2 separate regions of the Bicyclus anynana genome follow, and region 2 is linked to region 1. A link is a contact called in public Hi-C data. All regions are on one chromosome and are shown on one strand. Each heading gives the region's core, a stretch centred on a gene start, on an enhancer-like site or on the middle of the called end of the contact. The rest is flanking DNA. Distances are from core to core; before and after follow the strand shown.

Region 1 (5,553 bases), core at 866-3,365:
GTCACGGGTGTGGCCAGCTGATCTGAACGCACGCAGGCAGCTGTTCACAACAAGCGACTCTATCGATTTTGCCCCTCGCCGCCGATCTTGTAAACGAAACAGGTGTTTCGGCGATTCGGTAACCTAATAACTGAATGCAAACATTCTGTACTCTCTGTCTGAACGCCCACTTGCGAGTATATACCTAGGTTTTTTTTTAATTATTGGGTGAGTATATGACTCTTGTGTTCTAGCAGTTCTAGCCCTTTCGAGTACGAGAAATACAGATGTATTTTTATTGACGGATTCGGTAACCTAAACTGAGCGCAAACATGCTGTAGGGGTATACAGTTTTTTTTTATTAATTGGGTCTACCGCTCTGTGTTCTAGCCCTTTTGAGCGTGAAACATATTAGGTTTTATTGTAACTGAAAGCAAACATTCTGTACCTACTCTGTCCGCCCATTTACCAGTATACAGGTGTTTTTTTTATTGGGTTACCATTCTGTGTTCTAACTTTAAGCATGAAATACACGATTTTTTTATTGACGAAGCAAGCTGTTACTTCGTGAAAAACCATCGCTATTATACAGAGTAACGTTTCGCAGGAACACGTTATACAAAATGCTACCCTGAATCAGGTGTTTTGGGTGTACTGTGTGTGAAAAGGAACTAGTCCTACTACAAAATGCCTTGAATCAGGTTGTTTTTTTTTTAGTTAGCTCTTGACTGTGCTCTTATGTGTTAAGTGACGATGCAGTCTAAGATGGAAGTGGGCTTGGACTATACAAAATTATGAGTGTACCAACCTTGATACCGGAGCGTCCTTGCTGCTTCAACAACACGTTCTCCGGCTTCATGTCGCAGTGGATGATGCGGCTCTTGCTGAGCGCGTGCAGACACTGCAGCAGGCTGTGCGAGAACTTCCGCACCAGCTGCAGGGAGAAGCCCTGGAACTTGTTCTTCTTTATCAGCTCGTACAGGTTGATCGACAGCAGTTCGAACGTAATGCACGTGTGGCTGCGAAACGTGAACGAGTCGAACATGTGGATGACGTTCATCGTGTTGTCCTTGTCTTGCTCGCGCAGGTGCTCCAGGATGCGGATCTCCTCTTGCGCTTGTCTATGGAAGCGTTTCTCGTTGCGCACCATTTTCAGAGCCACGTTCTCGCGCTTCTTGTGGTCGTACGCCTTCACCACCTGCCCGAAGCTGCCTTTGCCGATCACCTTGAGCACCTCGTACCGGTACGCGATGTGGTCGTGCGGGATGTGGATGTACGAGCCCTGTTCGTTGTCGTACTCGCAGTTGTTGGGGAAGCCCACCAGCCCCGGCCGCTTCTTCGCGTTCGCGCCGATGAAGTACACCTGCGGGTAGTCGAATATCTCGCGGTGCTCGTACGGCGTGAGCTTGTTCATGTACAGCTTCATGACCTGCTCGGGGCTGGCGGCGGCGGCGGGCGGGCGCTTGTCGGGCGCGGTGGACGCGGGCGGCGCGGGCGCGCCGGGCTCCAGCGGCGGCAGCGCGCCGTCCCGCAGCAGCGCGCGCCCGAACGCGTGCGCGCTCCCCAGGGGCATGTCGCCGGTCATGGCCGGGCGGCCGGCGCCGCGCGCGTCGCTCGCCGTGGCCGGGCCGACCCACGCTCCGTTACACCCTGCACTGCACTTCACCCTCACCTGACACCTCACTGCACACACACCGGCGCTGGCACACACCGCGGGGCGCTGCACCGCATCTCACGTGGACCAACACGAACTACGACCACGCTTCCACTTATGCGGACACATTCCGTCTCGGACACGATACGATGGGAACCGTCACAGATGATACCGTGCGACGCGAACGTGAAACGCAAACAAAGACCCCTTCCTTGCGGGTCGACCCGACGACAGAACCAAAGAGAAAATAGAAACTGGTCGCCAAAGTCATTGAACCGTTCGGCTGGCAAGAGCGCACGAGTGCGAAAGAGAAGCATATACGAATCAGTTGTTTCCAAGTCTATACCCAGAGGGCGCCCTGTGTAGTGTCGGTCATTTAGAAAGACCCAAAAATTAAATGCAGTGTTGCCTGTTATTATATTAATACCTGATTTTTCATTATTTCCACAAAAAACATCAATGACTTCAAATTCTTTAATGATAATGTTAATTATAATTAAACTGCATAAAAATATGCTTTTCAATTTATTTTAACTTCTCCTTTGTATCGTATTCCACCACTGAACGATAATTTTCTGCGTCAGAAGGAAGGTAATCTGTTACAAGTATGTATGTATTGTTTATCACCGCATGCTTCACCGTAACGTATTTAGTTTTATTTTATCTAAACATTGTGATACTTGTTTTTCTCTTTTCAGTTCATTACGCTTAACTATGTACTTGGGTTTTTGGTATTATAATATTACTTTTTTAAGACGTTATTATAAGGAACACAACTAATGTGTATAATAATTCACTAATGTAAAAATGTGTTCTTGTGTTAGTCTAGATATCGGTTTTTAGCCAGAATCAGCAGATAGGACACTTTCATATTTGTAGTCTGATCTGGCTGATGGTACATTTCCACAATTCTAAACAATGTATTTTTATTTTGGTTTTTGCAAATAAGTTGCTATCTAGGTTTTTTGTTTTTATTGACATAATAACGTACGGAATTGTAAATTCACATTAACCACATAACACTTAATTTATTCTAGAAGTGTCCAACATACAACATACCAAATTTTATGTCCAACTTTTTAGGCACAACATAGTTTTAGGCACAACATAATTTTAAAAGATGCTTAAAATATATTACTTCAGTGCTTCGAATTCAATTTACAAGGGTACTCATTGTAAATATATCGTCATACTGTGTAAGCTTACAGTGATAATATTTAAGTTTCGTTATTTTGCTGATTTTATTTGTAATTGATTTTTTTTTTCAAATAATATTGTAATTATGAATTTTTTCAAATAAATTATGCACAAAATTTATAATGGAAAACTCAAATACAAAAGGATTTTAATATTAGTTTACAAAGAACTTTATTTATTAATTTAATAAAACTTTAATTTATTTGGGTCTCACATCAAAACAATATTGTCTATGGTGAGTATGAAAGGTATCGCCATCTATCGGGTAGTGGTTAAACTTCGGCAAAGAATAGTGCATCATCCATCCAATGTAGACGTCTTTTTTTTTTTCATTCCGTTGTTTTCTGTCATTTTACAATCGTAACTATTTAATTTATTTTCGCGAAAAAACATGTACAGAGACTATTGTGTAACAAATCAGTGTATTAAGAAGTTGGAAGATTAAATTTTGGTGATAAAGCCATGTAAGTTTACTTTTAATTACTCCTTTACAGTGATTTCTTTTTGTCATTTTTAGAACTACTTTGTTGGGATCGCTGAATCGAATCTTTACATTTCCGGCATCCGTGTTTATTTGACTGTAATTTACTTTAAAAACTAAACGCTCAACTTTTTTACAATCCTAAATGGGGAGGCGGTAGTGTATAATGATTTTCGATTTCCAATGAATCACTTCGACTTTTTCAAGTTATATTGATTAAAGACGTCTTAAGTGTAGAATAACGGAAGAATATTAAAAAGTCCATGTATTAAGGCACTGTATGGTATGTAATATTTTGTCACCATATAACTTATAGGCACACATGTATAATACAATATTTGGACTGTGGCCAGTAGGTAAAGAGTCGAGAATATATGTTGAGTATAATGCACCAGATCATATAGTATATTAACTTCTCTTTGTTTACAATCCATGGCTGAGTCAGTAGTGGTGGAGAGTACATAAAAACTGAAATTATAATGTTGTTAGTCATCTAAAGGGTAATCTTAAGGTTATGTAAGCACAACAAGTTTTATATAGTGTATTAAACCATTGTTGAGTGATTATAAACATCCTCATTCTATTGCAGTTGTATCCAAGTTAATACATCTGTTGTCTTGTAAAATGTTATTTTAGATGTATTTGTAAACTAAGCTAAACTATTGAACATATTTTTATCTCTCTAATATAAGTATAAAATCAAAATCAAAAGATCCGTGATATCTGCAGTGATATTCAAAAGTCTAAAGTCAAAATTCATTTATTTCAAATAGGATTAGTTTACAAGCTCTTTCGAAATGTCAGGTCTTTTTAATGACTATTTTTAATTAGACTTAAGATAATGGTGATAATAATCATTCGAAATCTTAAAATTAAACTTACGAGAGTTTCAAACTCAGCCAAGGTTTATTTTTTTTTATTTACCACAATTTTACAAACTTATTTGAAACTAAGCACACAGTCGTATAATACAGTTTAACACCAAGCTTTTTTTATCATTTAAAATACTCATGATATGTCCTCGGCCTTTGATTGGGAGGGTGTAGAGGGAGGGTTCAATGTGACTTTTCTGTTATGTGCATTTTAATAAATTAAATATCACATTTTTCAATCGGTGAAGGAAAAACATCATGAGGAGAAACCTGAGAATTTCCTTAATTCTCTGTGTATGAAGTCTGCCAATCCGCTTTGGGCCATCGTGGTGGACTATAAGCCTAACCCCTTTCATGCTGAGAGGAGACTCGTGCTCAACAGTGAACAGGGTTGTTAATAATAATGATGATGAATATATAAAAAATTGCTTTGTCAGTGCAGTGGTTAACCTGGACGGCTTTAGATAACACATGTGCACAAGTTATTACAGTTAAGCTGTTGGTTCTATAGCAATATATAAGCACCATTTTCCTTCTCCAATAAGGAAGAACGTCAGTCCCAATAGTAGATTGTTATAATAGGAGAACAATGATTAATATATTATAAAAATCCTGCATTACACCTTGTTTTTTTTTTTTGTTATATTATTCTCATGAGACGAGAGACGAATATCTTAGCATCTTAGCATTCCATGGATTCACCGTGCGGGTGCCGGGTCGATCGCGTGGTATAGAGAAAAACTCCGAGCAGAGTCATGAATTTGTGACTACAGGATGTAGGGTTAAGGAAACTGCTGCTGTATCTGGCAGCAACCAGTATTAGGATATCTAGTCAGTGGCGATCACAATAGGTCGGTAACGGTCAACGTGATACAGGACCTCAAGAAGACCTGCAGAGCCGCGACATCAAGAAGAAGAAGAAGAAGCGTTAAGGAATTCCTTGATGATCAATCAACACTCTCCGTTCTCTGCTTGTGTTGTTCTCCCTGCTTAGCCAAATGATAAAATGCCAATTTCATTTGTAACTTACATCTAAGGTGCTTTGTAAAACCAGAGGACAGCTAGCTGGTGGCAGATATACTAAGAATTAGTGACTTGTGTCACAATTATTGATAAATGTTGTTGCATTATAATATAGATAAGACATTTCACTAAAATAACTGAAATAGTATTTGTATTGGGAAATGATAAGATAGACATTATCTTTTTTTGAAGTCAGCCCGTCTTATACTACTCTGCAGGAGTGAATCATACTGGCATTCCTGTGATTAAGTTATAGTTTGTGCGCTGTAGCATGGTGCAGGTGACAGTTCGTTTTACACTTGAAAGTTTGCTGCGATTCACGATAATAGTACATATTATGTAATCAA
Region 2 (5,553 bases), core at 1,109-3,608, 85 kb before region 1:
AAAATAAATTTTACTCTAAATTAACACAGAGACTTATCATCCCGGAAAAATTCATAGTTCCCGTGGGATTTGTGAAAAACGTCCATAAAAAATACGTCCGCGTGGATTAATTCCATGTATATATAGTATATATAGTGTATATATAGTATATATAGTGTATATATAGTATATATAGTGTATATATAGTAGTTAGTATCATAGTATCTTTTATGCCAATAAAACAGTACCAAGAAGCTGGTCTAGTTTGTGCTCTTTTTATCTTGAAAACAATTTAGTGTCCGAAATATTAAAGCTTGTTTTTTTAATGAATGTATTCAAGGATATGTGGAATAGTAAATTAAGTTCTATATTCAAATAAACCAGCGGTGAACGAACTAATTAAAGTTCTAATTAAGCAACTAGGGCCAAATTGGACGTACAATCTAGTCTAGTTCATAATTTGCTTGATTAACGGACTGTGCCTAATTGAGCGACGCGCGTCCGTCATGTCTAAATGAAGTCGGGACGGGTCAGTATCCTTCCGTGCCATACCATTAAAGCTTAATAGCACCACAACTTTTCCTATTATACTTTATTGACGGTCGCGTGGCGCAGTGGGCAGTGACCCTGCTATCTGCATCCACGGCCGTGGGTTCGATTCCCACAACTATTTGTGTGGTGTTTTCCAGTGTCTTGGTGTACTAAGAGTATAAGTACTTATATGTTATAAATATATATAATAAAATCCGTTATCTTAGTACCCATCATCATCATCATCATCATATCAGCCGATGGACGTCCACTGCAGGACATAGGCCTTTTGTAGGGACTTCCAAACATCACGATACTGAGCCGCCTGCATCCAGCGAATCCCTGCGACTCGCTTGATGTCGTCAGTCCACCTGGTGGGGGGTCGGCCAACACTGCGCTTACTAGTGCGGGGTCGCCATTCCAGCACTTTGGGACCCCAACGTCCATCGGCTCTTCGAACTATGTGCCCCGCCCATTGCCACTTCAGCTTCGCAACTCGTTGAGCTATGTCGGTGACATTGGTTCTTCTGCGGATCTCTTCATTTCTGATTCGATCACGCAGAGATACTCCTAACATAGCTCGTTCCATCGCCCGCTGTGTGACTCTGAGCCTTCTTATGAGGTTAGTACCCATAACACATGCTTATTATATGTTTACTTTGGAGCTATAAGAAGTGATGTGTGTATTGCGTGTATGTTTATTTATTTATTAGGTTTCAAAGTGCCAACTGCCTCCTTGACCCAGCGGCTAGTCTGAGTACCTTCCGATCATGAGGTTCTGAAGGTTAAAATCCTGGGACGAGCTACGATTTATTGAGGTTTTTTCTTCAATAAAAATCTCTGTACCAGCCTGAAGTAGGGGACTTGAAGGATGATTGGTTACCGTCGCACATCAGAAAGCACGTAAGCAGTCAATTTCAGTCAGTATCAAGATAGTGTGAGTCATCATCATCATCATCATCATCATCATCATCATTAGCAGATGGACATTCACTGCTGGACATGGGCCTATTGCATGGACTTCCACAACGGTTTTGACTCTCGAGCCGCCAGCAATATGAAAGTCAACACAGTCCTTATCAGTTAAAAACCGACATCCCACATTCAACTAGCGTGGTGCGTCTTAGTCCAAAATATGCAAGGGCTCCTAGCCCTGTGCTATTCAATTAGCCTAGGGCCCCTATTCAATTAGCCTATTACATAATGATGATATATGAAGAGATATGAATCACCAGAACACAAAGCATTGATTGAAATTCTTTACTGTCTGTCTGTAATACTCAACGGAACGAACGCCCACGGTCTTCACACGGAAATTCTGACAGTAGATTCGAAACTGCAACATCAACAATATCTTCCGGCTATATTTCCGGGAACATTTGGCTTCGTATCATCAACCCTCAGACCAATTATAGAAGGACCTGTATCGCACTCATAGTCACGAACAAAATTGTCTGTCATTTTCTGAGGAAAATGAGCTTACATTTGGTCATATGTACGAAACTAGAAGTTGTCCATTCAATTTCACAAAAAGGAGGAGCTCTTTAACCGATGAACACGATTACAACTATTTAACACTGATTATATAGAGACAGTTTCTATAATCGCATTAGATCGTTGATCATATACTTTGACAGAATAGTAACATCTAGCGAGGCAGGTCCTATACAATAATTGGTCTGAGCATCAACCATATCCGGCCGTTCGCTAGTGTTAAATATAGGTAAACGACATCCTCGAGGTGACACGACAAAAAGTTGCATAAACAAAAAGTCCCCAGTGTAATGTTACTACGGGCACGTTTATAGCATTTGCGAACGCTCTCGGGTCGCAGACTCGACGGGCGACGACCGGCCGATATAGGTCATGACGTCAGAGGGCACACGCCCACTGTATACGTAGCACGCTCCATAGTACGAGCAAATATCGGGCCTAATTTGTGATCCCCATTACCGCGGCACATGTTCTTTATCAAGTCGAGTGCATTATTGTGACGGGTTGAACCTTAAAATGTGTGGGATTATTTGTGTAACATTTAAAATAAGTTAATTACTAAAATATCTAGCGTAATCAGCAATCTACTGGCAAAGTCTGTTTGCCTTTGAACGTAGTGGTAAGGTGTATGCCATCAAAAACGAAACTTGTGAATTCCAACTCAATTCTTCTATATATATATATTTTTTTATTTTTTTATTCTTTACAAGTTAGCCCTTGACTACAATCTCACCTGGTAGTAATAATGCAGTCTAAGATGGAAGCGGGCTAACTTGTTAGGAGGATGATGAAAATCAACACTCCTTTTTGGTTTCTACACGGCATCGTACCGAAACGCTAAATCGCTTGGCGTACGTACCGGCAGGTAGGGTGGCAACTAGCCACGGCCGAAGCCTCCCACCAGCCAGACTCTCCAGCCAGGGCTCTGACGCGCCCTCAGATGGGCATGCGTTTGACAGGCGTGTTGTTTAATTGTTTAAAGCAGCTTGTGTGTGTTTGTGTGTGTCTGCACACACACACTAACACACACTTTTACTATTTAAAAAACCACGAGGATCACTTGTGACGTGATTACCAGCCATATACGAGTTGATGGAATTATATTTAAAAAAACACTGAAAGGTAAATACATGAAAGTGCACCTTATTGCTCAGCAGTGAGCCGAATATGGGTTGTTGGTGATGATGACACCTTATTGTACTTATATTAACAATGTTAAAAGTAATTTTACACATAAAAATAACACAGTATTAGTAATCAGAAGTGGTTAAAATAAACAACACGAGATTACATTAATTAGCACCATATAATCATCAAAAATAATTAATTAATTAACAAAGTAAGAATCTACGACCGGCATTTTCAACACAGATTAGACTAACCATAGACCAACTGTAACATTCTATGCTGCTCTATTATCTATGGTTAGCTCTGCGTTCCTAGCACAAATATATCTAACAATGGTCTTACACACTTCCGTGTCCCCAATCCTAGAAATCAAAATGATTGTCAAAGCCAAGCTCAATCGCGAAATGTGGAGCGAGCTGTAGTCTCTGCCCACAATGGGTATGGTAATCGCATTGTATGGTTTTTCAGCTATACTAACGGTTGTCGATTGACATAGAGGTCGCGTGTGATTTTGTACACGGGACAAAGGGTAAGAGAACAGCGGAAAATATTCACATGTTATCATCATCATCATCATATCAGCCGATGAACGTCCACTGCAGGACCTTTTGTAGGGATTTCCAAAGGTAAGGTTAGGTTTTCAGACCACCTGGTGAGGGGTCGACCAACGCCTGAACATCCTCAATGCCTGAAGACAAAAGTCTTGCCAGTGATGACCTATAGTTCCGAGACTTGGTCGCTAACTATGGGCCACATAAGAAAGCTGAGAGTCACACAGCGAGCGATGGAACGAGCTACGCTCCGAGTATCTATCTCTACGTGATCGAATCAGAAATAAGGAGATCCGCAGAAGAACGAAAGTCACCGACATAGCTCAACGAGTCGCAGAACTGATGTAGGTGGACGGGCTCATAATTTGAAGAGCCGACGAACGTTTGGGGTCTAAATTTACTAGAATAGCGACCTCACACCGTAAATACCCCCTACTAAGTAAACTGACGAGATTCAAATAAGGCACTGGTCACAGGCAGCTAGTGAGCATTGTGTTTGGACATCCACAAGCAAGAACAGATGATGTGATGATGATGATGATAACAGTCTGTTTCTTTCGAATTCCTCATACGCGAAACGCTATAACTCAGGCTGTGCACTAACACGCTTTCCGCTTTATACTCGGACCACGCGACATAGGTAAGCATTGGTGTGAAAACCTGCCCCCGATTCATATTAAAACAGCATTGTGCCGTGTATCGTTCATCTCATAACGGGCCCGGTGATTTTTGTGATTGCCCACTGTGCGGCGCACGCGGTTTTGTGAAGCGGCGCATTGTGATCAGCCACATTGTTAGCTGTTTGTAAATGCCGCGGTAACTGTCTCTTTAGTTCAATGCCTTATTATACTCGCATATTATTTATACTAATATTATACAGTAGATATGAAGAAGCCGTGATATCCCAGTGGATTAGACCTCTGCCTTCGATTAGGAGGGCGTAGGATCGAATCCGATCCGGGGGATGCACCTCCAACTTATCAGTAATGGCTGTATAGCTTAAGTGTCTCAACCAGTGAAAGAAAACCATCTTCAGGAAACCTGCTGCTTGCCTGAGAATTTTCTCAATTCTCTACGTGTGTCAAGTCTACCAATCCGCATTTGGCCAACGTGGTGGACTATTAGCCTTACCCCTCTCATTCTGAGAGAAGACTCGTGCTCAAAAATTAGCCGAAAATGGGTTATTATTGATGAATAATATAAGGATGTAAAGTTTGTGGTTTTGTCGAATGTAACTATATAATATAATCATTTGATAAGTACGTACGTAAAAAAATAAAGTTTGAAACACGAATAAAAATCAGCCCTGTAAATACTATGTAATTCTGCCTTACGGGGGATCATTTTACATCCTGTGATTGTTATTACCTGGAACAAACAATAATAATATTAGTAAGTAACAATAAAGTATTTAAAAGTACCTTAATTATAGTCCTAGAAATAAAAATACATCCATTTATATAAAAATAATCCAAACATATTTTGAGCGTCAATAGCTCAACGGTTAAGAAGCCGGAACCGGACCGAGAAGTCCTGGGTTCGAGCACCAGTCATGAGAGTAATATCATACTAAGACAGTCTTTATAGCTAACTAGCTGACGCACCGCGAGTTTGTTCGCGTGAAATTCTGGTTTTCGAACTATCTAACGGGAGCTATGGATTTTTTCAGAATAAAAATAAGACTGTGGCGTTAAGGAGTAACAAACATACACACTTACACACAAACTTTCATAATATTAGTGAGATGAGATTGGAACGGCCAAGTAGAAACGGCAATATGGATTTAGTCATATTAAAAACAAAATAATAAACTTAGTAAATGTTATTTGTAATGAAAAAAAAACAGATTTGAATAAGAATCAGTAAGTAT

What was found. A called contact is a pair of places that touch in the nucleus more often than the background predicts.
Region 2: a Hi-C map of whole body shows a contact between it and region 1, with 2.6 times the contacts expected there. The contact joins the enhancer-like site here to the promoter of LOC112050393 in region 1. A contact is called at or near these places in 2 of 2 Hi-C or Micro-C datasets (whole body and whole larva).

What each region holds. Positions count from the first base shown.
Region 1 is chr25:4,321,887-4,327,439 of ilBicAnyn1.1, reverse strand. It overlaps LOC112050393 (dual specificity tyrosine-phosphorylation-regulated kinase 2-like), which reads right to left and starts at 2,115. Exons shown (of 2, transcript XM_052889372.1): 1 at 788-2,115. The coding sequence starts at 1,564. It overlaps LOC112050394 (transmembrane and coiled-coil domains protein 2), which reads left to right and starts at 3,109. Exons shown (of 17, transcript XM_052889365.1): 1 at 3,109-3,294.
Region 2 is chr25:4,406,771-4,412,323 of ilBicAnyn1.1, reverse strand. All of the region lies in intron 1 of LOC112050393 (dual specificity tyrosine-phosphorylation-regulated kinase 2-like), which reads right to left. Among protein-coding and RNA genes, the nearest start is that of LOC112050393, 84 kb to the right of the region's middle. Within about 2 kb of position 2,358, at least 8 of the 8 cell types and tissues checked have open chromatin away from gene starts, as enhancers often do.